Regions from separate parts of the Anser cygnoides genome. Here region 1 is linked to region 2. The links are chromatin contacts, called in public Hi-C maps. All regions are on one chromosome and are shown on one strand. The core of a region is the stretch at or near the end of the contact, and the rest is flanking DNA. Distances in the headings are between cores, read along the strand shown.

Region 1 (5,758 bases), core at 584-3,083, 160 kb after region 2:
CCTAGTAAGTCGTTTGGTAGTAATGGGCTGTTCCATATGAAAACAGCACGACTCTGCATCAGAAATATCTTCACTCTGGGCTTCACAGACTGGATCTGGTTGTAACTTCTTTTTGCTTTGCCTTTTTCTTGTAGTTCTCGTAACGTTAGGCATCCGGACACCAGAAACAACACCAGAACAAGATTCAGCTTCAGAGACATTATCTTCATCTAGAGTATTGCTTAACTCGTTTAGAAAAGCAGTCTTGTCGTGTCTTTTTTTTGCAGGAGAATCTGGTTGATAAGGAACTACAATTTGTCGTCTTCTTGTTACTCTTATAATCAAAGGTGTCTGAAGACCAGACACAGCAGAGCAGTTTGATTCTGCTTCTGACACATCCCCATCAACCTGGGGTTCGGCAGCCAATTGTGCTGAATGAACACTTGTGTTCTCATTTCTAGTACTTTTTATCTCTAAGCTATCACTAGCATCTGATTTTGCTTCTGTGTGTTCCACCTGTTCAAGCTCAGATTCTTTAATTACATCAGGCTTACAAATTGCTCTACTCCTTCTGGGCATCTTTGTAGATACAGAAGTACCAATTTCAGTATATGTCCCCTAGAAAGAAAATGAAAAATCTGTTATTAATGGATAAGATAATCTCATAAAAAAGTATGCTACACAAATCACTAACAATCTTTCTTTACACAAATCTAGTCATGCTGATAACGTGTTAACTCTCCAAGTAACTATGTCAAAGGAGCATTAATAAATCATCCCTTTCTTATCCATTTGTTTAGTGTCTTTTGGTCAAGACAGAATAAAGAAATCCACTGCATTAAGAAATATAAATAAAAAGATACCTTCTGTCTCATTCCACAAAATTCTGGCAAACTGTCATGGGAAGTAAATCCAGAGGTGACATTCTGAAACACATGCAGATTTGCTCAACTACAAAATTAGACCTAAAAGGCTTCTGAATCCATTTTTAGCAGCTTTAGGAACAGACTGGTCTCCCAGCAACTGCAACACTAGCCACAATCTGCTTCTTTAATTATGCTTGTAAGTTACCCTTGAAAGCAAGACAAAATCGTACAAAAACTTGTTCTGTAGTGGAAAAAGCATTCTGCAGTGGCAGGATCTTCCCGAAGCACAGCATAACGTTGGATCACCATAAAACATGCTATCTAAGGGGTCCATATTGACAGGACAGTGCGTGTGTCTCGTGAAAAAGCTACAGACAAACGCTCAGCTAACAGCAAGGGAAGAGATGGGGGAGAGGGAAGATGGCTGCCGCCGCGCCGCGCCTCACGCCGCAGGCAGCCCGCCGCAGCCCGGGGCCACCGCCCGCCCTCCCGGCCCCTTCCCTCACCTCCGCCGCCCCGGCGGGCCGGGGCCCTGGGGTGCTGCCGGTGACCCCCACTGCCGGCGGCGCCTGCCCCTGCCGCCTCGCCGCCTGCCTGGTGGCCACCATCTTGTCGGCCGCGCCGTGCCCAGCCCCTTCCGGATCGCTCGGCGGGGCGCGGCCTGCCCTCCGCCGTCCGGCCCCGGCAGGGTGCTCGGCCGCCTGCGGGAGACCGCAGGTAAAGCAGCCGAACGCCGGAAACTGACGGAGCAGCGGCAGCGCTGGCTCTGCTTGGCACGGAAAGGCACCGAGAAAGGCACCCGGGGGCTCCCGTGTCCACCTTTAGCTCTGCTTAAAGAGTGGTGCAAGAATGGGGTCTAGGAAAGTGTAAAGGAGGAGGGGGAAAAGCGTAACGTTAGTTAACGTATCTTCACTAATGACAACGGTGGTGGTGGTTTTTTTTGTGCGTTGTTTGTTGTTGGTGTTTGTTTTTTTTTCTTTTTCTCCCTCTCCATATCCACTATATTAAATTTGTGAACGTGGCATCTTCAGATGATCAAACCACGCAGTAGGGAGTGCCCCTTCTGTTACATAAAGGCTGAGGTGTGCCATTTTACAGGGAAATCCCCGAGCGTAAAAACACGGTTAAGACCATCTCATGACAAAGTCCCAGTGTAAAATACTATTATCAACAGAAAGAGAAGTTATACATAGCATAAATTAAAAGCCTACAATTTTTAATTCATTTTTTCCAATTTCCCATGAAAGGAAATCCCACCGCTCCCACCTTGACACACAAATAATGAGAACGTGATAAACTGTTATGCTCTTAGCGCCACTACAAAAATAATATTGTGTCTTAAAAGGTACTTTTCTACAGCAAAATACCTGTTAACAGCTTATAGTCAGGAAGAAAATAATTATTTCATTAGGACAACCTGTACATTGTTTTTAGCACAATTCTAATTTTATGGAATTTCAATGTATAAAACTGAACACACATGCAAGTCTAATACCGTACAGAATGTCAACAGTCAAAGAAATTACAGAGTGGTTAATCAGCAGCAGCACTCATCTCAGAGCTAGTACAGAAGTTTAAAATGCAACTCCTTTTCAAAATCTGATACACACTAACCCGACATAAAAAAGAACACATTTTGATTAGGAGAAAAAAATAAACATTTTATTGGTACATTACTAGTTCTAGTTCTCTCCCTCTTATTTATCAAAACAATCGAAGTAATCCATAAGAATTTCCTGGAGTTTGCCACATACAGATAAGATGATTAAGGACTCAAAGGTATCTTTATCAAAATTCATATTTTAACTTAGTGGAATGGTTTATAGTAAACTAATATTTCTAGACAGTGCCTAAAAGCATTTAAATTCTACTAGCTGCCTGCACAACAGAATTTAAAAGAAGTTGGTGAAAATTTATTTCCTTACAGTCTGAAGCTCAAAATATGTACAAATAAGTTACCAAGTAATAGTATAAAGCCCTATTCCTACCTGAAATCAAAAGGAAAAGGAGTATTTGATTTTAGACACTTAGAGCCCGTGCTGAAATACAGGTTGAGCTTTTGCAATATCGTCTGATTAAAATGCTAAGCAAATTAAAAGGCGTTTTCAATAGAAAGACTATTTTTAAACCAGAAGCCTTGCCTTAGCTGCAGCAATCTCCCCAAGATACCAAAGCCAGTGCATTAAACTACTGCCAAAAAGAAATATACCTAAGTTTAAGCTAACCCTTGTTAGCATCATTTCTGAATGGCACTCAAGCAAGGAAGTTTCCTAGGCAACCCCAAAATAATAATCCATTTTACATGATCATGAAGCAAACATGTTCTCACTCGACTGATTCCAATTGCATGGTTTCCAAGTATCAAAAAACCAAACAAACGGAAAACACCAAACAGTTGAGGACAAGCCAGGTACAATTTGAATTCTGATTAACAGATTTCTCATCATTTGTTTCCAGTTCTTATTTTAAACACTCATACAATAAAACATTTTCTATTTCAAACTGTAAAGATGTCATCACTTGTGCAAACACTAAAACAATATCGAGGCACAAAGAAGCCAGCAGGAATTCAAGTAATAGAAAGTAATTTGGAAGATGCGTCTTTTCTAAATCAGAGGTTTCTTACACAGTATTAAAAATAAACCAATTTTCCCATCCACACAAATTAATTAGCTGATTTACCTGTACATACACATGAAGTAACGAGATAGTTTATTTTTTCAGGACATTTTTCATGAAATATGACAATTTTCTATAAAAACTAGTCCTTGAATGCTTTAAATCTAGGTACCTACCATAACAGTAACTATTATTTAATAGAAATTAAATTTAAAAAATATATGTTTCTCTATACTACCTAATGGTAGCTAAAATATGATAACTCTTACAGTGAACTGGTCATACAAAGAAATATTTTAAACTGTTTCTTATAGATCATTTCAATTAAAAACAATAAACCCCAAATATTTCATATTTTTAATGAACTGGTTAATAGGTTAAGAAAGAAAAATAGTGTTAGAACACTGCAGACACTCCTGCTAACATCACACTGAATAATTACAACTTTTGGTCTTTGTTATAAATGCTGTAAAAATCTCTCTAGGAAAAAACAATGTTCCCCCATCCCCAAGAAATTAAAACAGTAGGCCATTTCGAAGAAGAAAAAAGGATGAGAGTGTTTTAAGAGGCATTTCTTTTAGCTTGCATGATATAGCCTTTGGACTTGATAATTCCTCTGCTTTTAACAATGACTGAATATCGGAGAATCCATAAAGGAATCCATTCGTGTGCTTTGACGTTCTGGATGCTTTCCTGAAGAACTTCTTGGAAACTTGCTTCACAAAGTAATTCTGAAGTTAAAAAGGGATATTCATGCTTTAAACAATGTCATGTAAACAGCTGCAAAAAGCAACACTTAATAAGAGAAGCTTTTGCCTACAGTCAAAGATCTTAAGCAGTGCTAGATACTCCACAGATCCACTCTTCCAGAACGCATGCAGGGTAAAAGCTGTTGAACATTACAGAAGAAATCTTCATGACAAGTTTTTTTGTTGTTGTTGTTTTTTCAACACTATTTCCCACAGAACTAATAAACTGAAACTTCTACAATAACAAATGGAGTTGATCAGCAGAGCTATTAGCAGGAAAAAGGCAAAAATTAAAATTGAGAAGCTAGCCAGACAAACGAGAAGAGAGCAAAGTATAAGTCTGAAATCAGCAAAGCACTGAGTTACTTCCGCAGTCACAGGAAGCTCAACATTTATAGCATCTCCCATAACTGGGCTTGTAATAAGCAAAAGCCAAGAAAGCATTAAGAAAAATAGGCTTAAATGCCACAAAGCAGAAAAGGAAGACAAATACAATTTCTCCTAGTTTCCTCTGGAAAGTCAGTCAAGGCAACAATTTCTTTGTAGAGGAGTGCTCCCAAAAGATAGTCTCAATGCTCTTCAGCTGACCAAGACAGAAAAATAACGCTTAGCAAACAATGCATATGGGAATGACTCCTTGCTTTGTTTTCAATCTAACTCCTCTTCTTCATTTCATGACTCTTGATAGGCAATATTTATTAAATTGCAGGCTCTGTTTTGGACATAGAATTTGCCACATATAATGACAATTCATCTTATAGGCTGCTACATGTTCAAGCACTGATGCCATTCATTAGCTATGACAATGATTATGTAAAACATGGTACTTAATAAACAGCATTTCATACGTTTTTTTCTTTGGGGGGGGGGGGTGTTAAAAAAGGAGAAGGAAAGAAAAGTATGGTCATCATGAATAGCTGGTCATAAGGAAGAGTATAGAAATAAACTAAGTATTGTTTAAGACTTCTGGCTTACATTTCCAGCAAGACATTTAAGGCATCATTACAGTGAAGATGATGAGTTTTGAGAGAAACAAATGCAATATCCCAGAATATTCTAGTGAGCAGATAACTCGGAGTTCAAGAGTCTGTAGAAAGTCTAACAGTCCTTCAATCATTTCATAGATGAATCAGTGCACTAAACAACTACAGAATTTACACCAACTCTCTTTGTAATAACAAGTCGTCACTACTTTGAGAGACTCCTGCTTGAAGTTTATAATTTAATGTCTACCATTACCCAAAAAAATCAACTGACCATTAACATTTTTATGCAAGTTTTTTGACAGAAAAATTCCAGGCAAGTGAACTTTCACTTGTCATTTACTCTTCTTCACCAATACAACTGTCATTTTGTTCTATGATTTATAGAAATAATCTATTTTTGAAAAATACATAGCAGAAATCTCTCAGTTCTTTATTCTTCTATTGACTTCATTTTCTCTGATTAAAACTATTTCAAAAGACTATACCAGGCTGGGAGACTGCCTCCCAACCCCTTCCATTCCTGGAAGGGAAAGCAAGAACTTAATAGAAATATTTTATG
Region 2 (5,437 bases), core at 2,067-4,566:
AAGTAGTGTTTTAAGATCATGACTTAAGGGTATTCCCTGATATTTCTGCAATAATTGGCCAGCCTTCAGCTTGGGATACACTTGTACGTTGTCAGATGAAATGCTAAATTGAGTCTCACTTCACTGGAAAAAAGCAAATTCCTGTGAAATAAGAAGCTGGTTGTAGTTCAAGTATTGCTAGTTGATGCTGATTGATGCCACATTCCCTCTGCTACGTATAGCATGAGAAGATGTGCTCTTGGCTGTAGTGTGGGCAAAAGGAGTGAACATGGGGTATTTCATAAAAGCAGATGAAGTTCTCATTTTTGACCTGTGTACAGCTGGGTAAGTTGTCCTTTTAGTTCTGTTATCTGATCACATGTGATACCTTTGTTTTGCTTGCTGGGGGGTGGGGAGAAGAAATACACTTCTCTGCTATAGAAAATGCATTTCACAGCACAAACCAGAAAAGATGGGGGAGGGTGTACAGTTCTTCCCACAAAAATTCAGAGGTAGGGGAAAAACTTAGGTGACCTAACCAGTGGCTGAAGCTGCCCTAGTAAGTGCTGTTTTACTTTTGCCTTGAAGCAGAAGTAGTGCAGTCTAATACGGTTAGTTTTCTGCTTTTTTTAAAAAAAAAAAAGTAGTCAAAAATGCTCGCATGTAAAAATATTTTAAAAAAATATTTAAAAGTGAGTTTAAATATTTTCTCTAATAGTAGAAATACGAACCCAATGGAAGTAAGCCTGTAGCCAGATGCATAACTACAGACATTTTGGAAGCTGCTGGTTATTGTTGAATAACCAGCCTCTGGGAGACAGAGGAATTCTGTGCAGATAGCAAAGCAAGTAGAATTGTCAAGACTCCTTTTGTCTCTAGATATTTTCCTAGCTGTAAAATAATGATCATCTGCTCACCACACAGGTGTTAAGAACATGGGATATTTTTAGAAATTAGAGCACTTGGAATGCTGGCAAGGGAGGAAATGCATAAATAAAGGGAAAAGCTAAATTCTTTTCTTTTTGAAGTGAAAAGAGAATATGCTTTTGCAACATTTCTTTGTGGAGTAAAAATCCAATTTTAATATAACAAAGACTGCTGGCTAGCAGAGAAAAGGATTAATAGCATTTCACACTGAGAAAGAGATACTTGGAAATGGTTTGTTTGGTCCTGCGGATTTTTGTGGCAATGGAAAGCTAAGCTGCTTCTGTCTTTAGGAAGCGTGCCCGCAGGGAGTGCCAGACAGACTTCTCTGCCACTCCAAATTAATTACGCAAATTGTTGTTCTGCCAAGGTAATATCCTTAGGTACACTTGTAAATCTGAGTAGATTCTGTTGAGAAGTGAACAGATTTAACAGAACATGTAACAATTGTAATAACTAGAGTGGTGTAGATTTGGCCTAAAAATAAAATTAGGCAGTTTTCTTTTAAAGCCCTTGTTAATCCATCAATGATGGGAAAAAACAGCTAAGTACAGTAGTAATTTTTTCTAAGCTAAATATAAGCTGTCATCATCATCTAGAAGATGATAATGGGTTATAAGGATACTAAGACAATGCAATTTATCATGGAGCTTTTGTGTGTAAAAATTACTTAAATATGTCTTCAGTGTATTTCTCTTCTTGAGTCCCTTGGGTGAGACTTCTTTAATCATCGGCACTTTTTCTGAAGATAAATGTTTTCAGAGGTGTGACTAAGAGAATAAAATCTGTGGGGTAATATTTGTTTAATTATGTCTAGGAGTAGGGCCAATTGCAGTTCCTGATAAGGAAACAACGTCAAAATTCTAAATGATTAATTATCATGCTTCCAGCAATATCCCGCAGAGATGCAGTAGGCTTTTTCCCTCATCTTACAGCTAGATCACTTCACATCCTGAACTGCTAAACTGGAGAAGAGCATAGCTCACTGTATGGATGGGAATCTCCTAAAGCAAGACTGTACTTGAACAGGAAAGGGCCTTATGGTGGCTGATGTCAGACTTCTCTCTAAACTGAGATACTAAGTGTTACGCTGCTAAGACTTGTATTTTATCTTCAGTGAGCTAAAATTAGGTTTGATCCTAAGGTCTTTATATATTGCTTAGGAATTCCAGGTTCTTTGGGAACTTAAATAACTGCTCTTATGTCTTTTAACTGATTTGAAGTTACATTTGTAGTTTGTTGAAATGAGCTATGATCTTTTCATTATGGATGAACAGGTGGCTCCTAGTTGAAGTAAAGGTGAAATGCACCTGTGTGTAAACACACCTGAGATACATATGATTGCTCTTTTAGGAAGAAGTTTGGGTTAGGAGCAAACTAAAAATCAAACTTTATTGAAAAAGTAGCTAAGCAAAGAGTTGATCTAAGTTTTTCTTCCTAATCCTTAAAAGCATGTGAATTGAATAAGTTCAAATATATTTGATTACTCTTTTATTCATCAGTGCTTCATTATCAGAATCCTCAAAATGCTTCCAGCCTGGTGAATGTTTTCAGTAACATGCAATGTACAAACTGTTTGAATTAACATCTGTTCAATTGAAGTGAGCCCAAGTGTGGAATTTGAGCCCAAATCTGGGGTTTTGTGACCGCTGGCTTGCTAAAACATCCTCTACGTTGGCCACCACAGCACGTGGCAGAATCGTTCAGCTTGTGGCTTTCCCCAGACCAAATACATTTCTAGTGTAATGTGACTGGCTCCAACACTTAACTCCAGAAATGACATCGTTGACCTGTGATCTCATCTGCTTATTTTGATAATTCACATTATCTTACTGTAATGGTTTCATATAGATCTAAAAGAATTTGCATTTTGCTCTCATAAGGAAGAAGGTAAGATTAAATGTCAATTATGTGTGATGTGAACGAGCAATACCTGGAAGGTGACTTTGGAAATGAAAAAAAATGATTGGATTTAAGTCGCTGTTTTTTTCTTGATGGAGACTGAGCAGAACAGCAGTATTTTCACTGAGTCCTTGCTGCAATTTTTGAGTAAAAATGGGAGGAAAACCAAAAACTGATGTTTTGAGGGGAATTTTGATGGCTCTCCAAGCCTCTGCCTTCTACAAGGTTTCAAAACGGACATTTTGGTGGAAAAATTGCGAGGATTTAACACCATTTCCTTTCCAGTCGCTGAGGAAGCTCCCTGTTCCCGCCGGGGACCACTACCCGCGCGGCGGGGCCGGGTCCCGCACCGCCTCAGGTGTGCCCGGGGCCGCTCCCGCCGTGACTCAGCGCGTGCCTGGCCGGCCGTGAGGCGCAGCAGCGAGGGCCGGGGTCTCGCTGCGCGAGCTCTGGCCCCGGGCGTCCCCTCAGGGCCGAGGGGGTGCGGCCGCTCCCACCCCTCCCGTGTCGTTAAGGAGCATTGCCGATGCCGCCTCCTGCCCGGTACCGGGCGGCGCATCAGGCCGGGGGCCGGTCGCCAGGCGCCGCGGGAGGGAGGCTGGGCGCCGGGCCTCCCCCGGGAGCGGCGCCTCAGCCCGGCCCAGCCTCGGCCTCCCGCGCCGAGCCCGCCCCTCTCCCAGTCTCCTCCGCGGCTCCCCCTCCCCGAGCCAGGCGGGGCCGCAGCTCGCAGCGCCGCCGTTCGTGGTGCCGCCTCTCGCGTCTCCCCGCTGAGCGAGGGCACCGGCGGGACCCTCTCCGGCCGCCCCCTGTCCCCGCCGCCGCCTCAGCCGCAGCCGGCGCTGCCCGCGGAGCCGCCATGAGCTGGGGCACGGAGCTGTGGGTGAGTGCCGGCCGGCCGCTCATTGTGTCGGCACCCGCCGCCTCCCCCCGGCCCGGCTGCTTTGTTCGGCGCTGGGGAAGGGCGGTGGCACCGGCGAAGGGAGGGGGGGGGTCGGGGCGGTGTGAGGGGGGAGAGGCGCTGCCGAGGGCGGTGGGGAAGGGGGGCGCCGAGGCGGGGCTGAGAGGCGGGCGCTCGGCGGGCAGCGCCGTACCCGGGGCTCGGGGGCGGCCGTGGGGGGTGTGGGGGTCCCGGTAGCGGCCTGGGGGAGCAGCGGGCCTGGCTTTGTCTGCGGCGCCGCGCCCCGGGGGCTTCTCCGGAGGGAACCTTCCAGAGCGGGGGCGGCCACCAGCACGAGCCGGTGGGGGGAACGGGGCAGAGAGCGCTGAGGGGGCTCGGCGGGCCCCCTGCGGACCGGGGCGCGAAGCGCGCACACACGCCCTGAGGAAAATATTCCCGAAAACCCGGGTGCAGCAGCCCGCGGCCGCGGCTCGGCCATGACGCCCCTCGCGCCTCCAGCAGCCTCTTTGTCCCGCATGGCTGCGGGGCGCGCTGGGCGCCGGGAGCGGCGCTGCCTGGGCCGGGGGGGGGATTTAGGGTGGATCGGGGTTGGGGGGGCTGCAGCAGCGCCGTCTCCCCCGTGCCGTGTGGGGAAGCGGCGTCGGAGCTGCCGAGGGGCTGCGGCCGTCGCTTGGGCCGTGCCCCTATGCGGCCGGGGCGTGCAGGGGGCAGCAGCACGCGAGGGGCGCGCGGCTCGGCTGTGAGGAGACCAAATGGACACTGGTGCGGCCAGCGGCACCGAGAAGAGACGGGGTTAGTAGCAGCGCGAGTGCGCCTTTGTAGTGCGTGCCTGTGTGTACTACGGCCGTGGAATCGTTAAGGTTGGAAAAGATCTCAGTGGTCGTCTGGTGCACCCGCCCCTACCCGGGAGAGGTTATAGGTTGGTGCTGGGGAGAGTCGGGGTGGTGCGTTGGAGGAGAACGCTGAATTTTTTTCTGCGTGTACTTAAATACGTATCGTTTCAGAAACCAGACTTTCAGCTTACTCATCTCTGTTCCTTTTGGCAGCCTCTTAATCTTGTTTTCTTTGTTCGGCTTGCGAATGATAGCTAAGGTTTTGTGTTCTGTCTGGTGTTCAGTGTTGCGAGAAAAAGCTTCAGAAATACGTACAAAAAGATGGATTTCAACTTCAGACTTCATTTCAATAAAAGGCAATTTTATTTACAGTGTCATAATTGTGACACAGAATTGTGCCTGAATTGTATCTAGACCTACTACATTTTTTTCCCTAAGTCACTAATTCTATTGTGCTGGTTTAAAGAAATAATGCCAGATATTTAAACTAAAAGTTCTATGCTACTGCTTTTATTTCAGCAAAATTTAATACGCTTTTTCATACTATTAGGCGATAGCTACTTCCTTAAGGTACAGATGCGGATATATATATATATATATATAATGGTCTGTTTGTAGGTATATAGCTAGCTTCTCTGATAATTTAAGTTTTTATATTAAAATGTACCTTCTAAATGGGTTACTTTTGTTGAATTATGTCATGCTTTTTGAAAAATAGTATCTTAGGGCTATAATGCCAAGTATTTTCTTACACAAAAAAAAGTTCAGTGCTGCTCATACCAATTGAAAAGAATATCAAACGTTTGCTTTGACATCTTTAAGTGGGCAGAGAAACATTTATCTTTTAATTCTGGTGTAAAATTCTGTTTATAAATATATTAGCTTCTCTCTAGACCAAAAA

What was found. A called contact is a pair of places that touch in the nucleus more often than the background predicts.
Region 1: a Hi-C map of liver shows a contact between it and region 2, with 4 times the contacts expected there. The contact joins the promoter of DNTTIP2 here to the promoter of FNBP1L in region 2. A contact is called at or near these places in 5 of 7 Hi-C or Micro-C datasets (fetal liver, granulosa cells and liver).

The regions. Positions count from the first base shown.
Region 1 is chr8:2,317,852-2,323,609 of Taihu_goose_T2T_genome, forward strand. DNTTIP2 (deoxynucleotidyltransferase terminal interacting protein 2) reads right to left here and starts at 1,834. Exons shown (of 8, transcript XM_048067048.2): 1 at 1,352-1,834; 2 at 843-905; 3 at 1-597. The coding sequence starts at 1,453. It overlaps GCLM (glutamate-cysteine ligase modifier subunit), which reads right to left. Exons shown (of 7, transcript XM_048067050.2): 7 at 2,041-4,195. The coding sequence ends at 4,026.
Region 2 is chr8:2,152,972-2,158,408 of Taihu_goose_T2T_genome, forward strand. It overlaps FNBP1L (formin binding protein 1 like), which reads left to right and starts at 3,317. Exons shown (of 14, transcript XM_048067071.2): 1 at 3,317-3,685. The coding sequence starts at 3,332.